Linked DNA regions of Mus musculus: region 2 is linked to region 1. The links are chromatin contacts, called in public HiChIP or PLAC-seq maps. All regions are on one chromosome and are shown on one strand. Each heading gives the region's core, a stretch centred on a gene start, on an enhancer-like site or on the middle of the called end of the contact. The rest is flanking DNA. Distances are from core to core; before and after follow the strand shown. Region 1 holds the start of Trmt44 (tRNA methyltransferase 44). Region 2 holds the start of Tada2b (transcriptional adaptor 2B).

Evidence for each region. HiChIP or PLAC-seq counts read pairs in DNA pulled down with a chosen protein or histone mark.
Region 2: an H3K4me3 HiChIP or PLAC-seq map of bone marrow-derived macrophages shows a contact between it and region 1, with 3 times the contacts expected there. The contact joins the promoter of Tada2b here to the promoter of Trmt44 in region 1. A contact is called at or near these places in 5 of 39 promoter capture datasets (liver, neutrophils, second pharyngeal arch cranial neural crest and 1 more), 2 of 484 Hi-C or Micro-C datasets (CD8 T cells and regulatory T cells), 1 of 115 datasets of contacts at active chromatin or transcription factors (bone marrow-derived macrophages) and 2 of 9 other capture datasets (adipose tissue and liver).

What each region holds. Positions count from the first base shown.
Region 1 is chr5:35,571,916-35,578,291 of GRCm38.p6, forward strand. Trmt44 (tRNA methyltransferase 44) reads right to left here and starts at 3,155. Exons shown (of 11, transcript NM_030208.3): 1 at 2,644-3,155; 2 at 2,165-2,279; 3 at 788-1,007. The coding sequence starts at 3,130.
Region 2 is chr5:36,481,788-36,488,295 of GRCm38.p6, forward strand. Tada2b (transcriptional adaptor 2B) reads right to left here and starts at 2,498. Exons shown (of 2, transcript NM_001170454.1): 1 at 2,001-2,498. The coding sequence starts at 2,270. It overlaps Ccdc96 (coiled-coil domain containing 96), which reads left to right and starts at 2,801. Exons shown (of 1, transcript NM_025725.3): 1 at 2,801-6,384. The coding sequence starts at 2,865. The coding sequence ends at 4,619.

The DNA of each region.
Region 1 (6,376 bases), core at 1,905-4,404:
AGGGAGCCCAGCTGTTGTACAGATCTGAACCATATCTTTATAATGAATCACTGAGGCGCCAAGCCTGCGGCTTTGGCTACTTTGCCTTATAATGCAAGGACTAACTCCAAGTTTGTGTTATCATGAAGAACAGAGCTTTTTTAACTATCTGAGAAATAGCTTTAAGTTAATGAGGCCAGGGCTGAAGAGACAGCCCAGTGCTTGAGGACTTACTGCTCTTGCAAAGAACCTGAGTTTGTTCTCAGCACGGAGGTCAGGCAGCTTCCACCACTGCCTGTAAGTCCAGCCTCAGGAGAATCTGACACCCAGTTAAGTCTCTATGGGCAACTGCATACACACGAACACATCCCCACACACAGACACACACATAAATAAAAAAATTAAAATAATTTCTTTTAAACTGGCCAGATCCACAGGGTGGCACATTCCTAGCACTTGGAGGACAAGGCAGAAGGACCGTAAGTTTCAGGCTAACATGGGCTACATAGAGACCTTCTCTCAAAAAAACAAAATGAAATTTAAACACAATGTAAACCTTATAATATGGTAACTAACACATGTTTATTGATTTTTTTTTTTTAGATTAAAATTCCCCTTTTGAGTTCTTGAAAAATGTGAAAAAGTTTACTTCTGGTTTTAAAATTGTACTCAAACATGTGCTTGGTTTACACTATCTGTACCCAAAGTTGGATTTCATTGTGGTACCCACAGGCAACAGGGTCTCCCTGGTAGGCATTGGTTAATCACTTGTTAAATGAGGGGACCACGGACACGCCGCTAGCATTACCTTTACCATGTCTCTGTATTTCTCTTTGAGCTCCTGGTACATCCTGCTATAGCGCAGGATAGACACCAGGGAAAGTGTGCTTTTAAACTCGCTCTTCCTGTTCTCCACCGCCCACCTGGCCAGCTTGGACAGCAGTTCTTCTCCGAGCCAGGCAGGCTTAGGATAGACAACACCATCTGAATGCCATCTCTCTGGACAGAAAATTAAAACAGATATGAACCTTCAAAAATAAGAGAAATACCAATGAGAATGCTAGCTTCAATCCTTAGTCCTAAGTGACATGTTCATTTTCCCAGAAGGGAGGAGCAACTACAGCATTCTTTCAATGTGTGTATGTGTATGTGTGTGTGTGTGTGTGTGCATGTGCATGTGTGTGTGTGTGTGCGTGTTGTTGTTGCAGGTATCAAACCCAAGACCTCGCTAAGGCACAAAATGGGCAGGTGTTCTACCACTGAATGACAAACCTGTACTTTATAAGAGGGACTCTAAACTATGACAGGATATTCCACCCCCTACTCTGGACCAAGATACACAAATAGCAGTATGATAATCGGATAGAGCTCATGTGAATTTGGTCTAGATAAAAAGTCCCCTAAAGGCTCCTATGTTGAAGGCTCAGTCCCCAATTCAGCTGAGTTTAAAAGTGGAACCTTGGGGAGGTGACTGGACCATGACAGGACCAACCTCATCAACAGGCTAACTCGTAGATACACTCAGCTTAAGGGACATTGGCGGTGGTGGGGACTTAGAGGGTGAGTGAGGTTTTGTTGGAGTAAGCAGGGAGTTGTGTTGGCGGTGGGCTTTTAAGGGCAGATTTTGTCCATGGTCCCTTATGCTCCTAGTTCCTCACTACAGGCCCCAAAACCAAAGAGGGAATGATCACAAACTAAAATATGATACCCGTTTAAAATTATACACATACATCTATATCTGTGTGTGTGTGTGTGTGTGTGTGTGTGTGTTTAAAAGACAGAGGACAGCTCACAGAACATGTGGGCTCTAGGGATCAAACTCAGCTTGTAAGATTTGAAACGAGCACCTTTATGCACAGTCATCTCACTGGCCCTCAAGCATCCTTAAGTTGACTCCCTTGGGTATTATGCAACAGAAAGCTGACTAACAGAGTACCCCAGCTAGTTGCTGTACACCCCTACCGGCATATGGAATATAGAGATCAAGGACTCTGGCTACATTGTGATCCCCAATCCAGTACCAGCGCCAGGAACCAGCAGAGTGGTGACTATAGTATACATCTGAGATCAGCCAACCAACACAAGACCTTGGCTCTTCTGTACCCCAGAATCTTCCAGTTGACTGCTGATAGGACATCCGGGATGGGCATCACATAGTGGTGCAACAGCAGCGTCCAGCTCTTACCATTCTCCTTCGTTGTGATGGAGATGGAGTTGATACACGTTGCTCGTTTTAACCTCCAAATTCCCCTCATTATCTTCTTCCAAGGGCAAAAAGGTGACACTCCCACTGGAGACATCTGAGGGGGAAAGACAAGGCTATCAGGTCATAACTGCTCTAAACGGATCCCTTGGAAGTAGAACTGAGCAGCGATGGACAGGAGAGTAATGCTTTCCAGTCCTTAGTGGCTGTCCAGCACTGGGGAGAGGGCTCTACACTTTGGACACACCATTATAGCTAGCACTTAGACAATACAAGGCCAGAGCTGGGTGGTGGGTGGTGTGGCGCTCCTTTAATCCCAGTACTTGGAAGGCTGAGGCGGGTGTATCTCTGTGAGTTCGAGGCCAGCCTGTTCTACATAGCGAATTCCAGGCCATATAAGGCCCTGTCTCAAAAAGCGAACGCTTTTCAGTCTGTTTGCGCTCTTCCCACTACTCTCCTACCTTGCACTACCAGTTCTTTCTTCGGCTCTGTGAGTGGGGAGTGCGGGCTCGCTTTCGGGATGACAGTCCTGAGAATCAGGTCGAGCTCCTGCGCGGCTTCAGGCTGAGGACCCAACGAGGGGCCACAGAGGAAGGCCAGCATTTCCGGATTGGCGTGGACGAGGCTTTGGGAGACTCGGTCCCATAGCGAGTTCAGGTCAGCCGCGGGAGCGGTGCCTTCGCGGCTCGCCCTAGGTCCCGACTCTGGCTCTCCTTTAGGAGAAGCCTGTCCGGGTTCCCTCTCCAGCCCGTGTCCCTGTCCCTGCCGCGGTCCACACTCCGCCTGGGCGTGGGACCGCAAAGTTCTCCCGCGGGCTTCCATGCGGGCGCCGCACAGCCTCTTGTTGGCCACCTGTGGCCTCTCCAGCCACACGGTCACGGCGGCCCAGAAGCCTGCAGGTAGCAGGGCATCAGGATCGCTTAGCCGCACTCTACCCAGCTCCTCCATGGCTGCGCGCTCGGCGCGTTGGGATGACGCGACCCGGAAGCGCATTGACTCACGGGAGTTAGAGCCTGGACCCGGAAGGCCATCCCTTTGTCCTTTTTGCTGGGCGGTAGCTTCGGAGCCGCTGGCGGAGCCTGGGACGCGGGAGGAGCAGAGTGTGGGCCGCAGTGGATACAGCCTCCTGGGGTCCTCAACGACTGAATGTACAACCCCTTCTCTGCTTGCTTTCTTGCTTGGAAATAAGAGCTCCCAAGCGGTACATCCGATTCGTGCCCCCTAAATGAAATTTTGCCCCCAGAGGTTCCACCTCTCACGACAAAGCTAATAATACTGAGAGGAGAGGAAGTTACTTGAGCAAACAAGACGTAACTGATACACTCAGCAGAAAGCCACACTTATATGAAGGATTCTACAAAGCTGGTTGGCTAACTACAACTTCATGATTGTAAAGAATTGGAATGCGGACCCAAAGCTAGCATTACCTTGGGCGATTATTTAGCTCCTTTATAGCCATGCATTGCCCACCTGTGTCTGACTCCAAATTCTTTGACTGGAATACATTAACTTGCCAGAAAGTAACCTCCTACCAACCCAAAAGATAAAGCTGGCATCAGAAAACATAAGAAACCTATAACACAGACGTTCTGAAAGTATAACAAAGTAAAAACAGAATTCTAGGCCTTTAGGCCCAGGCTTGGGAATGTGGCCTTTGTAAAGGTATGCTAATCATAAAACAGATAGCGACATTCCTCTACCCACCCGCTTCCTGGGTTCAAAGAGTGCTCATTCAAAGAAAGTCACCCTGACCATTGCCATATACAAATGTGCTTTTGTTAGGGGCTCTTAGAAACTGTTTTGAAAAATAACCCTCACAATTACCAGGTATTCCTCGTGACTCTTGTAACTTTGCACTTCCTTGTGACTCTTAACTGGTATTTTTGTTATTTTCCAACAATGCCCTTCCCACCTCCTTGAGTTGTGGTTTCTTCCTTTAAATACCCCCTTACTCAGCTACTCGGGGCGCCACGGTCCTCTACCCCTTCGTGGTGTATGACCGTGGGCCCGAGAGCGCTCTTGAATAAAAATCCTCTTGCATTTTGCAACAGGCCCGTTTCTTGTGGGTGATTTTGGGGTGTCGCCTCTCCTGAGTCAGAACGTGGGGGAGTCCTCACGTTGTGGGTCTTTCATTTCTTACTTTGTTACCTGAGGTCCGAAACAAAGTATTTGTTAAATCCTTTGGAATGTACAAACTATTAGCTTCCACCAACATGAAGGCTAAAAATGTCTCCAGCAATTTCCCCTCATTGTTCTAACCCACCTACCTGTTGGTACCCATCCTTGTATTTTAAAAATACTTACTTTATGGATTTTGTTACTATTAAAAAAACTGTCACCACGTATGAACATAGTTTTTAAACCATAGTCACTCATATTTGTCTCCAGACTAAGCTATCCCTCACTCCCTTTAAGGTCAAAGCTGTGTTTTTATATCAGCACAACAACCACATGCCTCTGCTCTAATGGTCCAAAGAGCCAAACACGCATCTTTGACCTCATCTCCCAACCTCTTGGCAACACCCATGTAGGCCAAAGTTTCACTTTGTTGCTGCTCCTGGGTTTCATTATGTCCCTTAGGGAACCAGGGGCACTTTACAGCAGCTAAACAACAACTATGGCTGCTTTGCTCAAGTAACGGGGACTGCACGGGTGGCCGAGGGAAGTTTGGAAGTAATAGAGGGGGTGGTGGGAGCTGGCGGTGAGTGGTAACAGAGAGTGACGGCAGCAGCTGCAACACCAGTGAGGACAGCAAAATGGAGCAGTAGCAAACAATAGCCGCGGCTGTGGTCATAGCAAGAGAGGCAGCCAGAGCAGAAATCATACAGTGGGGCTAAAGAGTGAGAGTAAGGAATTAAGGCTGACGGAGAGAAGGCTGTAAAGAGCTTGAAGAGTTCCACAGAGCTGTCAGGACTTGGGAGTCAAGGGGCTCAGACACACCACATGCAGGAACTGTTAACACTGGTGCAGTGTGAGGCTGTGGGGTTCTGACACTCTAACCCTATAGAAGAGCTGTAACACTTGTCACTGTAGGACTAAGGGTCCCATAACCTTAAGCTTACACAGATAATGACACTAGAGGGTGCAAATGGCTGCTGTTAATGCTGTGTGCTGCCATGAACTCAAGGGTAGCCTAAGCTAAGGGATACAAAAGCCACCACAAAGCAGACAGTTCTTGAAGAGCTTCCTCTTGCCTCTAACCAGTTAGAGCAAAGGACTTCTGCCTGCTGAATGGCAATGCTAATCTATTGGAAGGTGTTAGTGGTGCTACAGCAGGTAGAGATCAATGTTAGCTGTACATGTTTGTGGGGACTCAGGTACAGGGCTAAACAGACCCTGTCTCTGAGAAGCTGCTAGCTGACAGAGGAGGCTAACCAACAAGTCAGTATCCACGGAGTCTGGAAAGCAAAGTTCATGTGTGGTGGGGGTGGGGGTGGTGAAGAGACAGGGAAGCTAGTGATTCACTGTGGCACCTCTGACCTCAAAGGTATGGCAAGAGCTCAGTGACGTGATTTAAAGAGAGTTGATTTGTGCCTTTTCTCAAAAGTTGCACCATCTTTTCTATTATCTGATAAGACAAATTAGAGGGCACAATGTCTCTTTTGAATATCTTCACTCCTGGGAGGAGGTGATGAAATGGCTTAGCTGTTAAGGACACATGCTGCTCTGTTGGATGCTGATGGTGCATGCCTTTAATCTTGGCCTTGGTGGAGCAGAGGCAGGCAGATCTCCAAGTTTGAGGCCAGCCTGGTTTATAGAGTGAGTTCCAGGACAGCTAGGACCACTCAGAACAACTCTGTCTCGAAAAGACAAACAAAAACCCCCCACAAAAGAAAAGAACATTTGAAACTCAATCATGTAGACTGGGGCTCAGAGTCCAACATCAATAGCTAGCAGCTTCAAAACACTAGTCATTGGCTCCAAGGGATTGGATGTCCCCTTCTGTCCATGTCCATGTTCATACACATACACACATTTGCCCACATACACACACATACTCACACATGCACACACAGACACACACACGCACACACACACACACACACACACACACACACAAAAGCACACATATTTGAATGAAAATACCTTCACTCCTCCCAGTGCATTTCTACATATGTGGAGGTAGTGATCCCCCAGTTGCTTCCTCCTAAGTGCTGGGATTACGTGTCTTACCACACCATCTTTTAGTTCCTA
Region 2 (6,508 bases), core at 1,248-3,747, 910 kb after region 1:
GGACAAGACAAACCAACAGAAGCAAGTGAAAGGGCATAAGAATCAGAGACCCACTCGTTCACACTTGCAAGTCCCATAAAAATACTAAACTGAAAAGAAAACTATATACATAGAGGACGTGGTGCCGCCCCATGCTGGCCCAGACCCATGCTGGCCCTGTGCTTGCTGCTTCAGCCTCTGTTCATCTGAGTTCATCGGAGCTTTGCTCAGCTCATTTAGAGGGCCTTGTTCTCCTGGTGTCCTCCTGACCTCTGGCTCTTATATTCTTCTGCAGGGTTCCCTAAATACAGCCCAGATTTCAAGAGCTAAAGCAAGCGCAGTGCTGAGACTAACACTCTCACTCTTTTCAGTGTCTCCTCTGGAAATAAGTGCTAGAGGACTGGTGTGAGGAAAGAAAGGCTCTCAGAAGCAGTGACACGCAGGCCAGAGATCAGTCAGTAGTCTTGACTGAGGTGAGAACACCTCAGGCAGAAGAAAGGAAATGATCAATGGACTCCGCGTGAGCTCACAGAGAGCCATAGACATTGTCAGGCCCTGCAGGCACTGGAGTGTAATCTAAGAAGCAGAACTGAAGTTGCTGAGGGCCAACAAGATGCGGCTTATGCTCCAAATGCCCTATGTTCATGTGTGAGAAGGGTTACAGAACAGAAGGAAGAGAACGGTAAAACCATGAGAAGTGATCACGAGAGGTAAGCACCATCATGGGTCAGGCCAGAAGAGTAGGTCAGTAGCTACATTATGCACATCTTTTCAATACATGACCACTGACCAATTGGATGTGGTTGATGGCTTTAGGTTGGCTCTGTGTATAACTGAGGACAAGTGAGTCTTCACAGGCAATCAGGTAGAGAGGGATCACCAGGTATGCGACAAGCTCCAGAAACAGAGCATATGAATGCCACACTTTCAGCACTGAGGCTCTTCTTCAAGGTCCTTCATGTTGCCTGATCTGTACAAAGCATATGCGCAATACACACCAATAAACACCACTTAGAGACAAAGTAACCCATTGTTTTTAGAGAGCAGGAGCCAGTGTTGCTCACTGGTAAGACATCTGTGGAGTAGACTCCTTCCTAAGTGGGGAAGTGGGTCCAGAAGGTCACTCATTCTACGACGATCTGAAACAGGAGGGCAGTAGGGTTGGAGTAGGGGAAGCTCGGGGAAGCTAGGGTCAGAGGGCCCTAACATACCAGGGAAGAGTCTGGACAGGAGAGGGTCATGCCGAGCTCCCTGCTTCTCTGAAAGCTTGAAGATGTGACATATTCTTGGAGGCAATGGTGACAATGCAGCCAGATCTCATCCCTAACATAGGTGAGGAATAGAAAGGAGAGCTCCTTAGAGACAGCCAGAGAACAACCAGGAGCCCAGCACACTATCTGGCTGGCACACATGAAGGCTCTTACTACCAGTGAGCTACCTCTACAGAAACCTGACAGCTAGAAAGCAGACCCCAGGATCCATGCCTCTTCAGGAACACGCCTTTGTTCATTCTTTACTGTCCACCCATCACACCATGTCCTGGGTGCTGTGGAGACTAAGACTTAAACAAGATACTGCTACTCATTGAGAACCTTAGCACAGGGCACATGCTGACACCCACAGAAAGCACACGAAGCCCTGAATGCAGACTAAGTGCAGGCGGGACGGGCAGCCCCAGGCTTCTGGCCTTCCCCACCACTATGCCCAGGAGAACACAACCGTACTAGGGGAACTCAGCAAAGGACAGTGGGATCTAGCTTGCTGCCATCTGACTCAAGGATAAGCCTGGCAACGCACAGGGCCTACCCTCTACCCGCGTTCAATGCACACCTCTTGAGGACGAGTGTGAAGGGCAGACAGCTCCGTGTCGGGGCAATGGGTCAAGGCCCTGCTCTACCAGCTGTGTGACCGCTGGTGACCAACACGTTCCGGACACAACCATCCGACCACCTGCGGCCCTCCGCAACGTACACCGAGCCAGCCAGCCATGCCCTCCCTTCTAGCCGTAGCCCGCCGCTCACCCAGTTGCCGAAGCCGAACTGCTCGATGGCGTCCAGCAGCAGCTGCTCCTCGCGGCTGGTCCAGCCGCCCTCCGCCTCAGGACCCCAGAGTGTGAATCGTCCGCCGTCTACCAGCTGGTAGCCGTGGTAGCGGCGGTGGTGGCCGATCTCCGCGCCGGCCGAGAAGCACTCGGGGCACAGCTCGATGTCCTGGCACTCTGTGCAGCGGAAGCGCAGCGGGCTCACCTCGGCCAAGCAGTACACGCAGTACTTCTTACCCAGCTCCGCCATCTTCCCCCGCTCGCCCGCCGCCCGGCCCGCAGCCGCCGCGCCCCCGGCCGTCAGCGCCCCGCCGCCTGCCGGGCTCGCTGCGCCCGCCGCGCCCGTGCCGCTGCCGGCCGCTGCCACGGCCGCCCCCGCCCAGGCGCCGCCGGAGCCGGCCAGGCGGGCCGCGTCCCGCCTCAGCACGCAGGCGCCCTCCGGCCCGGCCCGGCCGCCGCCGCCGCAGCCGCTGTCTCCCCGCCGCATCGCGCAGGCGCCCCCCGCGCGCCCTCTCGCGGACAGCCGAGTCTTTGCTCTGCGCCTGCGCGCCGGCGCCTCCCGCGGCCTCATGGACTGGAGGAGCCGCGAGGCCCCGCCCTAAGCCTGTCAGCCGGCGGGGCGCGGACCGGAAGTAGGCCGTGCGGGCCACGCCTCTCGGGAACCAGCGTCCAATTAGCGCCTCCCTTCACCTGTTCGCAGATCTTCATTGGCCTAATATTGCCGGGAGGTGGAGAGAAATGGAAGGCGGGTGACCAATCGCGGGGCCCACCGCGCGCCCTGGTTGCCCCGGGAAACCTAACAGCAGGCATCAGCCGGCCTCAGAGCGGGGCCGGCGGGTCGAAAATGGACAGCCACTACGGGGACATCGAGGGCAAAGACCGAGCCGAGGAAGGCCTGGCCAGGCAGTCGCTCGAGATCAAGGTTAGCTCCGAACCTCTGACTCCGGCCAACCCTGTAGAGCAGGAGCCAGAGCCGAAGCCAGAGCCGGAGCCGACGCAAGGGCGGGAGCCTGAGAGCGAGACCCAGCCGGTGTCGGACAGCTCAAAAGCGAAGGATTCGGAGGGGATCGATTACGCGCATGTTGAGGTCCCGGAAAGTCCGGGGGCCGCTGAGACCGCGGGCGAGGCCGTGTCCCGAGAGCCAGAGAGTCTGCCACAGACCCAGCCCAAGACCAAGCCGGAGTCCAAGGAACCAGAGGACAAAGACGAAGACGAGGATGAGGACGAGGATGAGGACGAGGACGAGGACGAGGATGAGGATGAGGATGAGGATGAGGGAGAGGAACGGGACAGGCCAGAGAAGCCGAAGGGCAAGGGGAAGAGGGAGAAGAGGAAGGAGTCACGGTTCCGGCCATCTCTACCGCTGACCACAATTGTTGAGGAGGGGGCTGCCCCAGGCCCACAAGCTGCGAAAGAGAAAGCAAGGGAGTCACTGAAGAAGAGAGACAGTGAAGAGATCGAGGGGACAGATCGAGAACGACACAAAAGCACAGAAGAGCAACTTCACCCTGGAGAGGCCAAGGAAGAGGAGAAACAAAAAGGGGCGTCCACTGAAGAGTTTGAGTGGACAGCGGACATGCAGAAGCTGCAAGAGCAGCAACTGCGCGGCGAGCTGGTGGAACAGTACCACTCCCTGCTAGTGGAGCGGAACCGTTATCAGCGCTACAACATGTACCTACAGCAGAAGATTCACGAGACCCTACGCAAGAAGGGGCTGGAAGCAGCGGCGGAACCTGGGGACAAGAGCGCTGAACCCGAATCTCCCGAGAAAGAGCAAGCATACTTGCGCTATCTGGCCATGCTGGAGGAACTGAAGAAACAAGAGGCAGACGACTTAGAGTGGTACCGTCAGGAGGTACGGGAGCTGAAGCAGCAGTGCCAAGAGAAGCAGACCAGGGTGGAGAAAGAGTGGCGGCGCTTCCAGGCCCTCAAGAAGCAGGTGGTGATGCAGGTCATGGGCAGTTGCCGCACGCGTGGTGGGCGCCAGGCTGCCCTGAGAGAGGTGGAACAGCTTCAGGCCCTGGAGGATAAGAAGGAGAAGGAGATGAGCGCCGTGCGTCTCGAGAACGTGCAGCTGAAGCAGAGCCTGGTACACTTTGAAACCAGGATGAAGGCCCAGGAGGACTTGGCTGAGGGGCTGCTCCTCATCGACTTTGAACAGCTCAAAATTGAGAACCAGACCTTCAACGAGAAAGTAGAGGAACGAAACGAGGAACTTTTAAAACTGCGCACTAAGGTGACCAGCAACGTGCAGATTATAACGCACGTGAAGGAAAAGCTGTCTTTCATAGATACGGAGAACTCATGCAAAAAGGCACAACTTTCGGAAGTGGATGCCCAGGTGGCCCTAGGAAGAGACCTGTTGACGAAGACAAAACAAGCCCGCGACAGCCTGCGAATCGACAACGTCAAGCTGAGTCAGAAATGTGGGCTTCTGGGTAAGGAATCACTCCTCCGAGACTTGGAAGAAAAGGTGGAGAAGACAGAAATGCTCAACAGGCGCCTGGAATCCCTGAAGCGCCATCATGCCGGGCTCGCCTTGTCCTGCAAAGGGGTGAAGCAAAAGATCAGGGAAGCCAAAACTTTCCTCCCCTCTTGACAGCCCTTGACAGGACAGTTGGCAAAAACTTCTGCAACCCCAGAAACTCTCTTACTCTCTTCTGCCTCTGATTGTCCATTCTGTGGAACTTGGGGGTGCAACTTTATTTTTTGGCTGTTTTCCAGCTTTCAAATTCCTGCTGAACACTTCCAGCTAGCAGTAGCTCTACATGAGCTTAAGAAAAATATATCTAGAGAGTGCGGTGATTAAACTGACTTCTAGTGAAAAGCCTTTATAGCCAAGTAGCCCCAGTCTAAAGGAGTGTTAGAACTGTCTCTTGCCTATGTCTAAGGATGGCTTAAATGAGTGGGCAAGGTACAGAAAATCTCTATGCACTGATCTGATGACTCAAGTCATCTTTGTACTAATTAAACTTAAGAGTATTGAATCACTGACCTGATTAGCTCATAAATTCCCATCTCTCAGTGTGCAGGTGTGTGTGGTCATATGAAGGCCTGAGGAACATATGGGGCATCTCCTGTATGCCACCTTGATTTTTTTCAGACAGGGTCTCTTACTCAATTGGAACTTTGCCGTTTGGGCTAGTCCAGCTAGCATGATGATCCTGGGATCTGCTTGTCTCTGTTCCCCAACACCAGGTTTCAGGCATGCAAGGCCACGTCTGGCTGTTTTATGTGGATGCCAGGGGTTTGAATTCAGATCCTCATGCTTTAAAACAAGCACTCTTACTCTGAGTCAAAAGCTGCATCAGCAATCTGACTGTTGGCACTGCATAACTCTGCTTCCTTCAGATGACATGCCGTACTTTGTTTGCTGAAATATATTGACTTGAAAGTCAATGACAGTTAAAAGTCTCTTTTCACTTTCATGGCTTGAAAACATTTTTATATCGCACCATACAAATGCATTAGTGAGGACAGTTCAAAAAGCTGACGTCGTCCATCCCCCTCACTTAGTTGCTAGTTTTGTTTTGTCCCTCTACCCTATCCTTCAAGGCCAAAGCAGTTGTCTTTGTGCCTCCAAGAGCCGAGGGACTCACAGGGTTATGTAGCTGGGGAGGCTCCCGAGTGAAACTGTCAGTGGTGCCAGAGGTGTCTTCATTGTGATGGTATCCTACAGAGTTTTGATTCATTCTGCTGATTCCTACCCATCAGCTATGTAACTGAATGCTTCATCCTGAACATTGAACATGGTGGGCAATGGATCATGTAGGGCACCAAGGTTAGCATGCCTTAAACTGCAAATGTATCCTAAGTAACTATTATATGGTAAGTCCCCAGTGGGTTCTTGATCACAGCCCCTCATGCTGGAGGCATTGTAGTCAATCACAAAACACTCTTCACTTGGTTGCCTCCCTATTTTGTTCTAATTAGATCTCGATGGATTCTTGATCATGAGATTAAGTAGTTCAGGACCTGGAAAAAATAGTATCAAAGGAGGGTCTATAACTCAGCCACCTACTCAGAGACAGCCCAAGGTCTCTGGGGACGGGGACTTTATTTTGGTGACTTGCTACAATTAAGATTCTTAAACTTATGTAAGTAGAAGTAGGTTTTGTGTACGTTCATCTGCAGCTATAGCTTAGGGTTTGCCAATGGTATGAGCTACTTGTCCATAAAGTATCAGTCAATGCCTTCCAACCCAGCTCATGTATTCAACTTCAGAAGGTTCCAGAGTGTAAGTGACATAGATTCCATGAGAGGAAAGCACCTCAGAGTTGTGTAGTGACCAGTCTGTCTCCCTGTAAAAATATCCTTACTTTTACTTAAATGTGCATATTTTAATAAAATTGAACTCACTAGGGATTTTTTTAAAGGTTTTGTTTTGTTGTTCAAGCAAGACAGGGTTTCCTTGTGTAGCCCTGGCTTTTCTGGAACCAGCTCTATAGACCAGGGTAACCTCAGACTCCGAGATCTGTCTCTGTCTCT